Linked DNA regions of Zea mays: region 1 is linked to region 2. Evidence: chromatin contacts called from public Hi-C data. All regions are on one chromosome and are shown on one strand. Each heading gives the region's core, a stretch centred on a gene start, on an enhancer-like site or on the middle of the called end of the contact. The rest is flanking DNA. Distances are from core to core; before and after follow the strand shown.

What was found. A called contact is a pair of places that touch in the nucleus more often than the background predicts.
Region 1: a contact with region 2 is called in a Hi-C map of tassel, with 5 times the contacts expected there. The contact joins the promoter of LOC100281164 here to the promoter of LOC100280075 in region 2. A contact is called at or near these places in 14 of 25 Hi-C or Micro-C datasets (bundle sheath, ear, endosperm and 5 more) and 2 of 3 datasets of contacts at active chromatin or transcription factors (leaf and seedling).

The regions. Positions count from the first base shown.
Region 1 is chr2:27,898,941-27,905,011 of Zm-B73-REFERENCE-NAM-5.0, reverse strand. It overlaps LOC100281164, which reads right to left and starts at 1,434. Exons shown (of 6, transcript NM_001154083.2): 1 at 270-1,434; 2 at 88-177. The coding sequence starts at 1,370. LOC100285199 reads right to left here and starts at 4,928. Exons shown (of 9, transcript NM_001158093.2): 1 at 4,667-4,928; 2 at 3,782-4,462; 3 at 3,559-3,708; 4 at 3,084-3,354; 5 at 2,881-2,991; 6 at 2,615-2,789; 7 at 2,251-2,523; 8 at 1,986-2,180; 9 at 1,436-1,913. The coding sequence starts at 4,405. The coding sequence ends at 1,697. LOC118476293 (a long non-coding RNA gene) reads left to right here and starts at 4,120. Exons shown (of 2, transcript XR_004856161.1): 1 at 4,120-4,482; 2 at 4,554-4,757.
Region 2 is chr2:27,765,904-27,771,513 of Zm-B73-REFERENCE-NAM-5.0, reverse strand. It overlaps LOC100280075, which reads left to right and starts at 3,108. Exons shown (of 5, transcript NM_001254789.2): 1 at 3,108-3,464; 2 at 4,211-4,460; 3 at 4,547-4,754; 4 at 4,834-5,065; 5 at 5,133-5,527. The coding sequence starts at 3,348. The coding sequence ends at 5,360. It overlaps LOC100193227, which reads left to right. Exons shown (of 10, transcript NM_001352559.1): 4 at 1-128; 5 at 208-478; 6 at 596-657; 7 at 723-764; 8 at 1,195-1,328; 9 at 1,523-1,592; 10 at 2,061-2,255. The coding sequence starts at 24. The coding sequence ends at 2,117. It overlaps LOC103646184 (putative 1-phosphatidylinositol-3-phosphate 5-kinase FAB1D), which reads right to left. Exons shown (of 10, transcript XM_008670908.2): 10 at 5,297-5,610. The coding sequence ends at 5,519.

The DNA.
Region 1 (6,071 bases), core at 185-2,684, 140 kb before region 2:
GATTGCACAGGATATGTCCTCGCCTTTGTGTCAAACAAGTATCGGATCATAATTTTACTGCTTGGCTGAAGAAAAGCCTCCTCCTACCTGTGAAAAACAGAAATCTTTACTTTTGTAAAGGCCTACATTAGCAGCGTCTATAACAGCATCGAATGGTCCATGGCGGCGTAGCCAGCTCTGCAGAGATGATGAGGGAGGTCCTTAATTGGGTTACAAATACAAGCTCAGAATTAGAATGAATATATATCATATATGGAGGGGAGACAGACCTGAAAACTGAGGAAATCTTCCCTGGCCTCAAGCTTAATGGCCAGTTCGGTGAGCGAATTTGCAAAGTTGTCAGTCTCGGCTGGATCAATGTCAATGCAGACAAGCCTCTCCCCACAGCGTTGGCATGTCCCATCCTTGCCCATCTCGGTCCAGCCAACGCTCCATGCGCCCTTGCCAAGCCATCCCTGGCCATGCCAGCCGCCGCCGCCCTTGACGACGCCCTCCTTTACCTTGGTGGGATCCCAGCTGTCCACCCCCGCCTGGGACGCTGCGTCCGACCGGAACCAGGCCTCGACGACCTGGGCAGTGGTGTCGCAGACCTGCCTGACGAGGACGCGCGTCCTGTGCAGGAGCCTGTAAACCTCATCGGCCTTGCCCGTGTCCGCGTTGACGCGGAGCAACGCTGCGAGCTCGGGCTCCTCGGGCACGACGCCAGATGCGTCCATGTGAGCCTCGACCTGCTTGGCGCCGTCGGCATCTTTGGCATCGCAGTAGGCGAAGAGGGCGGGGCCGTAGGTGCGGAGGCGCGGCGGGGTGCCCGCAGCGGCCATGCGGCGGACGACGGAGAAGGCCATGGCAGGGTCGCGGGTGGCGGCGGCGAGGCGCGCGACGCTGGTGAGGGTGGCCTCGTTGGGCTGGACGCCGTCGGCCTCCATCCTGGCGAAGATGTCGAAGCCGCGCTGAGCGGCGGTGGCGGAGATATGGCTGTCAGAGTCGGTAGCGGCGGCGTTGGAGCAGAGGTAGAGCAGGCAGTTGTAGTGGTGGAGGGAGAGCGGGATGGGGTTGTCCGGGGAGAGGGCGTCGTCGTAGAGGCGGAGCGCGGTGGTGAGGTCGGCGTTGCGGGAGCACATGTCGAGCTGGTGGCGGAGGAGGCCCTGGGGAGATTCACGGGCGCGGCGGCGGCGCACGGCCTTGCCTTCGCCACTGCGGGGGCTGGAGTCCTCCAGCGCTGGGGCCGTAGCGGTGGAGGAGTGGCGGCGTCGGCGAGCAAAGGGGAGGTGTCCGACCAAGACGCGGCGGCGCTGGTGTGGTGGGGTGGAGAGGAAGCGGAGGGTGGCGGCCGTGGGTCGGAGGACCGCCGCCGCCATGGCGGCACGCATGGCTTTGGACCCTTGGTGGTGGGGGTGGGGTTGGGGTTCCGGATTGGGTTGTGTTGGGCCTTTGACCTCCGCCAATTCTCAATTCCTTTTCTATTTATCGTTACCTTCCCCTTCCGAATGGATGAATCAAAAAAAAAAAGGGAATCAGATAACCAGTTCCACTTCCACAGATGAATATGGATATGCTGGAAACCACCAGATTCCTCCACATCTACCAATCATATAGCTCTACAAATTCTACATAAATAAAAGATGCCTCACAAAAGTAGAGGACCTTGCAAACACTAGATCTTCCTTTCCTCCTTCCAAGGGGCAAGGGCTCTGCATCATAGCTTAGCTTCAGTTTCATTTGGCCGCCATGTCGTCTTCTGCACCAACAGCAAGCCTTCTTTCTCCTGGAAGTAAGACATGCGGACCTCCCAGTGGAGAGATTTCAGAATGTTCTCCACCTCACTTGTTGTTTCAATGTTGTCTCTGACAATTAGCCGGCCTTGTGGCCTCAACACCCGGTCCACCTCCACGATAACAGGTAATAGCTCGCACCTGCACAAGGAGACGATCAGCCCCCCACCCCAGGCAATTTAGCAGTACCCTACCCAAGGACGACGGCATTACCTCTTCTTAACCTTGGAGAACAGATGGTTGGCGTGCACAAGATCATAAGTTCTCGGATAGGTGCTAAACGACTCACACCAGTCATGGTACAGTCCAAACAGCCCGCGCTCATATATAATTGGAAGCGTGTCAGGTGAATCAATTGGAACCACATTCATGACCCACACCTTGAGATCGCGCAAAGCTGCTGCGAACCTACAACAGAAAAAAAAATGAGTCCCAGTGAAAGAGGAACTCCACATGCTCCGAAGGTTAGACTCCTTACCCTGCATATACGGCTTTCATATCCATAACATTTCTAACAGTAGACCAGTCAATACCCAAACCATTCATGTATGAATTGCTCACGACTCGCTTCCAGTGTTCATAGTCTGCTTGAAAATCCTCCGGGGCAGGTTTCCCATATACTCCAGCCTCAGAACCTCTCAGCCAATAAGGTGGTTTCTCCAGTCTCAATGGCCATAACTCAGGCCACTGTGAACCACGAACGGTAGGATCTACAGGCAACTTATGCATACAAGCCCCCAACGATATGTTCCTAAACAGTGATAAGGGATGAACCCAAGAATATTATTAGGTTTATAATTAGGTGATCACCACCAAAGGTACAGCCTGTTGAGAACAGTTACCAGGCAGCATCAGGATCGTCGTACTCTCCACAGAGTGGAGGGTTTGTTTCAGATCTTGCTTCGTAGCAGCTGTTGTCTGTTGGCTTTCTGTAAATTGCTATACCCACTCTATTCACCCTATCCTTTACTTTGTTGACCATTTTCCAGCACATTGAACTGGTTAGAGCAGACATGGCTACAGCAAGGCAGAACAAAGATAACTCTTGGGGCATGAAATTCGTAATTCACTGTAATAACTGTAGAGAAGAAATTAAAGCATGGAATACCTTGCCATATCTCAACATCTTCAGGCAGCTTCTGGTATACGGGTGTAGCAGACCACACAAAGTAACCACCAGGACGTAACAGTCTGTCCAGTTCAAGCAAGAGTTTACCGCCTGCCAAATAACTAACAGGCATAGTGTCACAGAAGCAGCTAACACAAAGGGACTGTATTGTGCTAGAGCAGGATTCTCATGATAGAAAGTACCTTCAATATGCCACGGTACCCTACATCGTGCACAATGAACAACATCAAACACCCTACTGGGAAATGGGAGCCTTTTTGTACCCATGACAGCTGATATAGCAGGTATTCCTCTTTCAAGAGCAAACTGAACCTGAGCTTCGTGCTCATCTTTAGGTGCAAATGACATAGTAATCACATCTCTGTCAAATAGATATCCTCCAAAGCTAGCTACTCCACAACCAACATCTAACACTACACGGCTTCGTTTTCCCCATGCTACATCCTTCTTTGCCTGTGTAGTATAGCAATAAAAAATGCCAGTAAACAAGCATAACTACTACATATATGCATGAACTCAATCCAAGGAAAAACGTTCAGGGCGCCTACTCAATGAATCATGAGCATTCTGTCTATCAACTTAGCAGATATTTTCAATAAATAGGTAAGAAAATATTATAGTGCACACTAGCAGCCGACAACATGGAAAGCGTATTACCTCCTGAATAAAATCAATGTAGCGCAACGCACCATGTTTAAACTGAGTCCCGCCTCCGGGGAAGGTGAGGTATTCTCCAGAAACCTTAACCCAGTTTTGGTGTCCCTTGTATTCAACCAGCTTAGTATGAGGAACGTTATTGTACCATATCTGTAGCGATAAAACATTGAGTAAGTAAATCGACTTGGCAGATATAGCATCATTATTAAGGCACAGCACAAACCTGATCTCTGCTCTTTGGCCACCTAATTGGATTCCTGTAGCCCTCTGGTAGAGGAACAAGGCAGGTAGGAGATTTCTCGGGGCAATGCCTTTCTCGGTGTTCGTAGTGCTTGGTGGAACGGAGCTTCTTGATAGCTGCTACGTTGTCGAGGCATGGAATATAATCTGCTCCAGCATCGACGTTGCATAACGCCCAACGGAAGCTCAGTGGGCTACTGGACGTCAAGGTTTGCTCTTTAGCGTCCTTGTTAGATTGTTCAGCCTTGGTTGACCATGGTCCGCGCTCTGTAGTGAAAAGTTCTTGTTGCTGATTTTCACCATCCATGCTGTCTGTTACAGGAGGCAATTGTTGTGTAGCAGGTGGTGGATCATCATGGGTGGTGATGCCATCGCCCTGATCAGCACTGGTTAAGCTTCCGGTGGCAGGAGGAGAGTCATGAGGCCTCAGTGGACGCACTTTGGACTGAAATGGAGGGAACTCGGCAGGGGTGACGAGCATGGACGACGCCATCCACACAGCCACCAGGCAGAGCGCGACGAATACGGCGACGGTGGTTGTGGAGCAGCAGAGGTAGGACGACTGCGGCGGACGCCGGACATCGAGCCGCGTGTGGCCGAACGGCATATCGATCGGTGGGTCCGAATCCAATTCTCACATCCAACGCTGTGAGCAATCAGCTGCCTGGACCAAAACAGTTCAAGGTAAGCGGATTGCATACATCGTTGGCATTCTCGGTAACAAAAGTAGCTTAATCGTTGGGGTTCGAATGCAGGGTAAGAATCGAGGACAGGAGGGGAACTAGCGAAATTGGCAACGAGTCCCAGAAGGAAATTGAAATCGAATTGCAGGAGCATCAGGAGAGAGGAGAAGTGATCTGGTACGTACCTTGTGGCAATGAATCGATGAGAGGGGATGGGTTGAAGCAGGGGACTTGATCCAGATTCCGCTTGTCGGCCGCTAAGAACAGACGCCGAAATGGACAGGCAGACGTCCAAACCCTACTTTAATCTATGAGTAATCTTTATGGTCTTGTCTTTTGGCGGAGAGGACTGATAGCTGGAATCAGTAGGGAGGAGGAGGGAAGAATTGGGCAACGGAGCAGTAGCTACCGACCACCAACTCTTCTTCGCTCTATTTTCCTTCGTTTTCCTCCAGGCAGTATTTTACGCATTTGTTAGGTAGATATCTATTTATTTATATTATTTAAATAGCTAGAGGCACAAACTTTGCTTTAGGACGTGTTTGACATCGCTCTTCAATGCTTTCTGTGCTGACTATAGTATTAGTTAAAGTATATTTGTTAGTTCATATATTATGTATATGCATTTATAGGTTGCTTTATATCCTAAGTCCTATATTATATATAAATCGATCAAGTGTTTAATGTAATACATCTATTTAATTACATTAATTCTATTTTTTATGATATCGTGAGTCTAGGTTTAGATTTTAATTCTAGACGCAATGAGCTTTCACAATCGTGGGTGAGAGAGAGATCTATCTATATGTGTGGGGGTAGCGCTACCATTTAACACTCGATCGTATCGATCCAAATGATTTTTTTTGTCGTAGCTGTTGCACAGAAGATCGGGATCTCCTCATGTGGTCATCATCGCTAGGTCGTTACTGCCTCGTTCCGGGCTCATCATTGAGCCACATTCCTATCACGTGGAGGCATACCCCGACCCTAAGCGGCCATGAAGGCAGATAGATCATGAGTGTTGTTGATGGGCAAAAGTGATCATATCCATCAATGTCGTTGGTACCCGTTGTGCCATCATTGGTTGTAGTAGCTCGCCTCTCCGAGTGTTGTGCACTCGCCGTGTCTGCATGTGAGATATTGTTCGATGCACCCATGAGTTGTACATGGTAGATCCCACTGTTGTTGTACAATTTTTAGTTTTTCTGATCATTGATGGGGATTGTGTCGTCCACCGCCTGTTGACCTCACACATACTACATAGACATTCACAACAACTACATTAGCATCTTGGGGATGCCTTTTCGCTACATTGTTGATTTGCCACTGCCACCATATATTGGGATGCCTCCACCAACTTCTTCCATCATCGCTCTGCCTCATGTGTACTTGGTTCGTACAACCGCTTATGTACGATCCACTCAACTCCCATGACATCCATTGTCGAGTACTATACACAACTTCGAGCAACATGGTTGTTGTTGTTTTGACTTTTTTTCTCAAATATGCAGTAGAGCTGCGCATTAATATATAAAAAAAGAGGAAAAGGGGGAATTGAAACATTATAAAAACCATCAACTAAAATAATAC
Region 2 (5,610 bases), core at 1,859-4,358:
TGCTTCCGCCACTGCGGACAACCATGGCGTCGTCGAAGCTGCAGCTGCCTGCTGACGACAGCGTCCTCCTGCTCATCACCCACTCCAATCTCACCACCTTCGCAGCGGACATCCGCGTCTCGCAACAGGTAGGTGTGCCTCTCATCTTTCCGGGATCCGGCATCGGGATCTCCATCATCTGTGCTCTGCTAATGCATCGGATCGCAGACCACCGTGGAGGCGCTCAAGGACAAGCTCTGGCGCAAGACCGGCACCGCCGTCGCTTCCATGCGCCTCCAGCTCCGCGACGACTCCGGCACCAAGATCGCCGACCTCGACGACGACGCCGCGCCACTCGCGGCCTACGCCCCCTACAACGGCTACCGGATCCATGTCGTTGATCTCGACCCTTCCTCACTCACCTCAGGGGGTTGGTTGGAAGACACTTCCCTTGTCGACAAGTACACAATGTCCGATGAAACATACGATAAGCTCGACAGTAAGTTTAAAGTTCCCCGGCTGTTTCATTCTCTCCCCCCTCCCAAAAATCAATGTATGTTTTTTTACAACTTGTGGTGCATTAGGCCGAATGCTATTTTTATGGTTTTGGTGACAGCTAACTTTCGAAAATTCAAAGAAAAGATGGTCCCGAAAAACTCTCCGTCAGAGGATAAAGAAGTAAGTTGCTAAAGTTTTGGACTGTCTTCTTTCATTTTTCGTCTCACCTATTCTATTTCTTTCAGGAATCAGAAAAGCATATGGAGGAACTATGCTCCAAAATCAAGGTCAGTTACTTTGGTTCTCCCCATTGTGTTTCAATTTAATTGCATTAAGACTGGCAAATTGTCCAAAATCAGTGTCAGTGCCGATGGTTTAACACCCAAAGACACGCCCTGCCAGTCGCCAGAGCCTCCTTTCAGTTCCATCTTTAATGGCTGGCACAGTCACGATATATATACATGTACGAATTACCATCCTTGCTATAATTACAAATAACCTAATTGGAGCTAATAATGTATTATTGAACCAGCATGCTAGCCTCTTCCATTGCCTGAATGCCACTGAACCTAGCAAATATTTTATCGGGGTCATCAGCTGCTGAATCTTTCCCCCGCCAAGGAATACGTGAACATCCTAAGGATTGATTTTAAACTGGTAATCTGAATGGCTGCCAGCTGCAGCAAGTGATCTAACAAGTGTGTGTGTGTGTCACAGGTGGGTGATAGATGTGAAGTTGAGCCTGGTGCCAAGAGGGGCACTGTAAAATTTGTTGGTAGAGCTGAAGCCCTTGGACGTGGATTCTGGGTTGGAGTGCAATATGATGAGCCACTTGGGAAGCATGACGGCATGTATGTTGTGTCCTAACCCATGAAAAACAGAAAATGACAGGCTTTTGTGTCGATTTTGGTACTAGTCATTTTATGTGATGTAATTCTAATTGCTGCTTATGTCATATTGCTTGATCCTGTGATGGGTAACCTGCTATTTTGATGAATAAATGGCAATACGGTAGCTCGTTATAACATTTTCTTGGATGCTGCAGGGTGAAAGGCATTCGCTTCTTTGAGTGCCCTCAAGGTCATGGGGCAATTGTGAGGCCAGAGAAAGTAAAGGTACTACATTCCCAGCTCTTTACCTTGTGTATACTTAGAGCTAGTTTGGAACCCTATTTTCTTAAGGGATTTCTATTTTCCCAAGGGAAATTAGTTCATTTTCTCTTGGGAAAATAGGAATTCTTTGGAAAAATAGAGTTCCCAAACTAGCCCTTAAGAGTAAGTTTTTGTTAGACGTTATCTCTGCAGCTGATTGCCGAAATGTAGAGACGCCTAGTTTTTCTTCACACAGCCTTTTTGTAGTAGCGGGTCGCGTGTGTTTGCATTGTAAGGCCTTGAGTTTTTCTAAGAAGCAATTGTGAGCGTGTTTCTTTTCGAGTTGGGCTTCCTATTAATTAATAACCGGGCAGAGCCTTTGCTCTGTTTGGGTCGTTGTTAGCGAAACAGGTGATTTCTGGGGTGTGTTTTTCAGGTTCTTTATTAAAATAAAGAAAAGATACTCGGTTCGTATTAATCTTTTTATCGCAGGTTGGCGACTTCCCGGAGAGAGACCCATTTGAAGACGAGGACGATGACGAGATTTGAGTGCGTGTGCGTTTGGAAAAGCAAGGGGAATGTCCTTGTTGAATTGCATTCGAAACGTGTGTAAAATGAATTCGGAGATTTGAGTGTGCGCGCTTGCTTGCATCTTCTTGGGCAATCATAGTGATCACATTTCAAGGCATGCTGTTACATCTCTACTATTTAAGCGTGAGCTAATAAATTTTCCCTCCAACGCAGAGTATCCAAAAAATGGGGTGGATTCGAATCCTGCTCACTTGTATAAAGCGCATGACTTCTACCACTATAACTTATTTCTGTCTGTGTTATATAAATTAGAGATATTTTGTGTGTATGATACTAATAATTTTAAAAAATATAATATCATTTAAGCAAGGTTTACTTATATATCTGTAGAAACAGTTACATATATGTGGGTTCTTCTACTAGTCCTCTGACCCGGAGGAAAAGATGGAGATTTTCGCCAACTTAGAGCATCTCTAACAATACCTCAAAGGTACGAAAAACTATTCTAACATTGTCTTATTTTATAAAACTTGATCAAAAAATTATATTGGACACCCTTTCAAATGCCTCAAATGTACTACACTAAATCGTAGTAGTCTGTCCTATAATCTAGATTTAAGATTTCACTGTTGAAACGGAATGATTTATTGGTGCTCTAAATTTTATAAAATATATTCATTTTTAAATTATAGAGCATTTTTATAGATCACATAGTTGGAGATGCTCTTATGCATAGAACTTCTAAAACACTTTTAAGATATTGTTAATATTGTTTGGATGTTGATGGATCCCTCTTGTTGGAGCGATTTGTTGTGGATACGTTAAAATAAAGATGAGGAAAAAAACATTTGTTTCAAACTCATTTTTAAACTCTACCGTATGCACGACTGCTGGCCATAGTATTAACTTATTAAGCCGCAATTCCAGCAGCAGGCTAAAAAAAAAACAGACCAAAGAAGATAAAAGTAGAAAGAAATAAAATGTTTGTGGTTGACTGGTCCAAGGAATCCAAGTCCAATTCCAATCTCTCTCACACACACATTGTCGCCTGCCTTCCCTTCCTTCCCCAGTTGAGTTCCCCCCGCGGCCCCGCCCCCGGTCCCCTTCCACCGACCCACCATGTCGGCGATGAGGTGAGGTTGAGGCCAGGTCTACTCTCCGCGACCGTCGCCGACGCCATCGCCAACGAGCAGTTTGCTCCATCTTCGCCATCTCGCACACGAATACAATACACTAGTTTTGGTAGAGATGGAGGACGGCGGCAAGGCGCCGGCCGGCCTGGGCACCCTGCGCGCGGTGCTCGCCATCCTCCAGTGGTGGGGCTTCAACGTCACCGTCATCATCATGAACAAGTGGATCTTCCAGGTTTACCCGCATTATATTCTAGCTTCCCCATCCATCTTCCGCCGCGGATCTGGATGTCAGATGCTTCTCCTGCCCGGCTGCTACTTTTCTCCTTTGGAATATCTAACTAAATTCGTCCATACTGCTTACCATTATAGATCACGGACTAGAGACTTGGATTGGGTGGGAAACAGGGTCAAATAGACTTATAGCGTGTTTGGTCTGAGAAACGAGGTAGTTATCATCTTTTCACTACTCACTTTTTTTGTTTGTTTTTGGAATGGAATGAATTGATCCATCATTTCAATCCTTGTAGGCCAATAATTAGTAATAATACGAGAAATGAGTTCATTCCACTAAATTTGTGGAATGAACATATGATGCACCCACACCACCTCATCTGTAATAGATTGGCTCTTCGAACCAAACACCCCATTAGATTGTTACTACGTACTTTGGTTTGGTTGGTGGTTAGTCAAGCAGGGTTCAGCAGCTGTCTAGTCCAGGAGAGTTGAGAGTTGCTGCTCTTATGCATTTTTTATGTATTTCTGGGTGATAGCAGATTGTGTATATGAACGTGTAAAATACTGTTAGACTACTGTTTAGAGAGTATAATTTGAGATAGGAGATGAGATGAGTAGGACTTCTGTAGATAGCCTAACAATAAGAGGTTACCTACTCATCTCCCATCATCTTATGGGTGGTGTCAAGACTCAAGAGCCGTGCCCTTTTGATATAATAAGTAAGTTGCTCTCTCTTCTCTGCAGAAACTGGATTTCAAGTTCCCTCTCACCGTGTCCTGCGTCCACTTCATCTGCTCTTCCATTGGAGCTTACATTGCAATCCATGTCCTCAAGGCGAAACCCCTGATTCAAGTTGAACCGGAGGACCGCTGGAAAAGGATATTTCCAATGTCCTTCGTCTTCTGCATAAACATTGTGCTGGGAAATGTCAGCTTGCGCTACATCCCAGTCTCCTTCATGCAGACAATCAAATCTTTCACTCCTGCAACCACAGGTATATCTTGATATACCCTCACTTTGTGTATCTTGCTTGCTTGCTGTCGTATCATCATCATCATCATCATCTCCTGCTTGGTTCAGTTATTCTGCAGTGGCTAGTCTGGAGCAAGCATTTCGAGTGGCGCATATGGGCTTCGCTGGTCCCTATAGTTGGCGGAATACTCCTGACTTCGGTGACAGAGCTTAGCTTCAACATTTTCGGTTTCTGTGCTGCCATGGTTGGCTGCCTGGCTACGTCTACAAAGACCATCTTGGCAGAGTCCCTACTCCATGGATACAAGTTTGACAGGTACTACACACCTTTCTGTCTTATGGAATAGAGGTTGGAACTTGTAATTAATCAGTAAGGTCTGTTCTATTTCGTGCAGCATTAACACGGTGTACTACATGGCACCCTTTGCCACCATGATACTGGCTCTACCAGCGATGGTGCTTGAAGGAGGAGGTGTAATGAACTGGTTCTACACACATGATTCCATCGTTCCTGCGCTGACTATCATCCTAGGTTCGGGGGTGCTTGCGTTCTGCCTTAACTTCTCCATCTTCTACGTCATCCATTCAACAACAGCAGTGACGTTCAACGTTGCAGGCAACCTTAAAGTAAGATCCCTACCCTACTCCCTCCGCTGCTGCTCGACATTGATTGACATAGCATCTTAAAATGTAGGTCGCGGTGGCAGTGTTAGTGTCGTGGTCGATCTTCCGGAATCCAATCTCTGCAATGAATGCAATCGGGTGTGGAATCACCCTGGTTGGTTGCACTTTCTATGGCTACGTGAGGCATCTGATCTCGCAGCGGCAGGCTGCAGCCCCAGGGAGTCTAGGAACAGCGCAAGCAAGGAATCAGACGGAGATGATTCCCCTTGTTGTGGACGAGAAGCAAGAAAAGGTTTAGCAATGGTGCTAGGCCTTCTCTTCACTTGTTGAAGAGAGAATTATATATGTACTCGTGCGTGCGTGTGTGGTGAGGGTAGTAAACTGGAACTTCGTACAAGCATCGTTTCCTCCTTCCATTTGTGACACTATTCGCCAGCATCAGAATGTGAAATTGAATTAAGCGCACGCCAGGAGGATTGGGCTTGGATGCTGGGGCTTCACTCCCGGCAACTCGCCGGCGTGGGCACAGGACTCCCAGGCCACCGGCG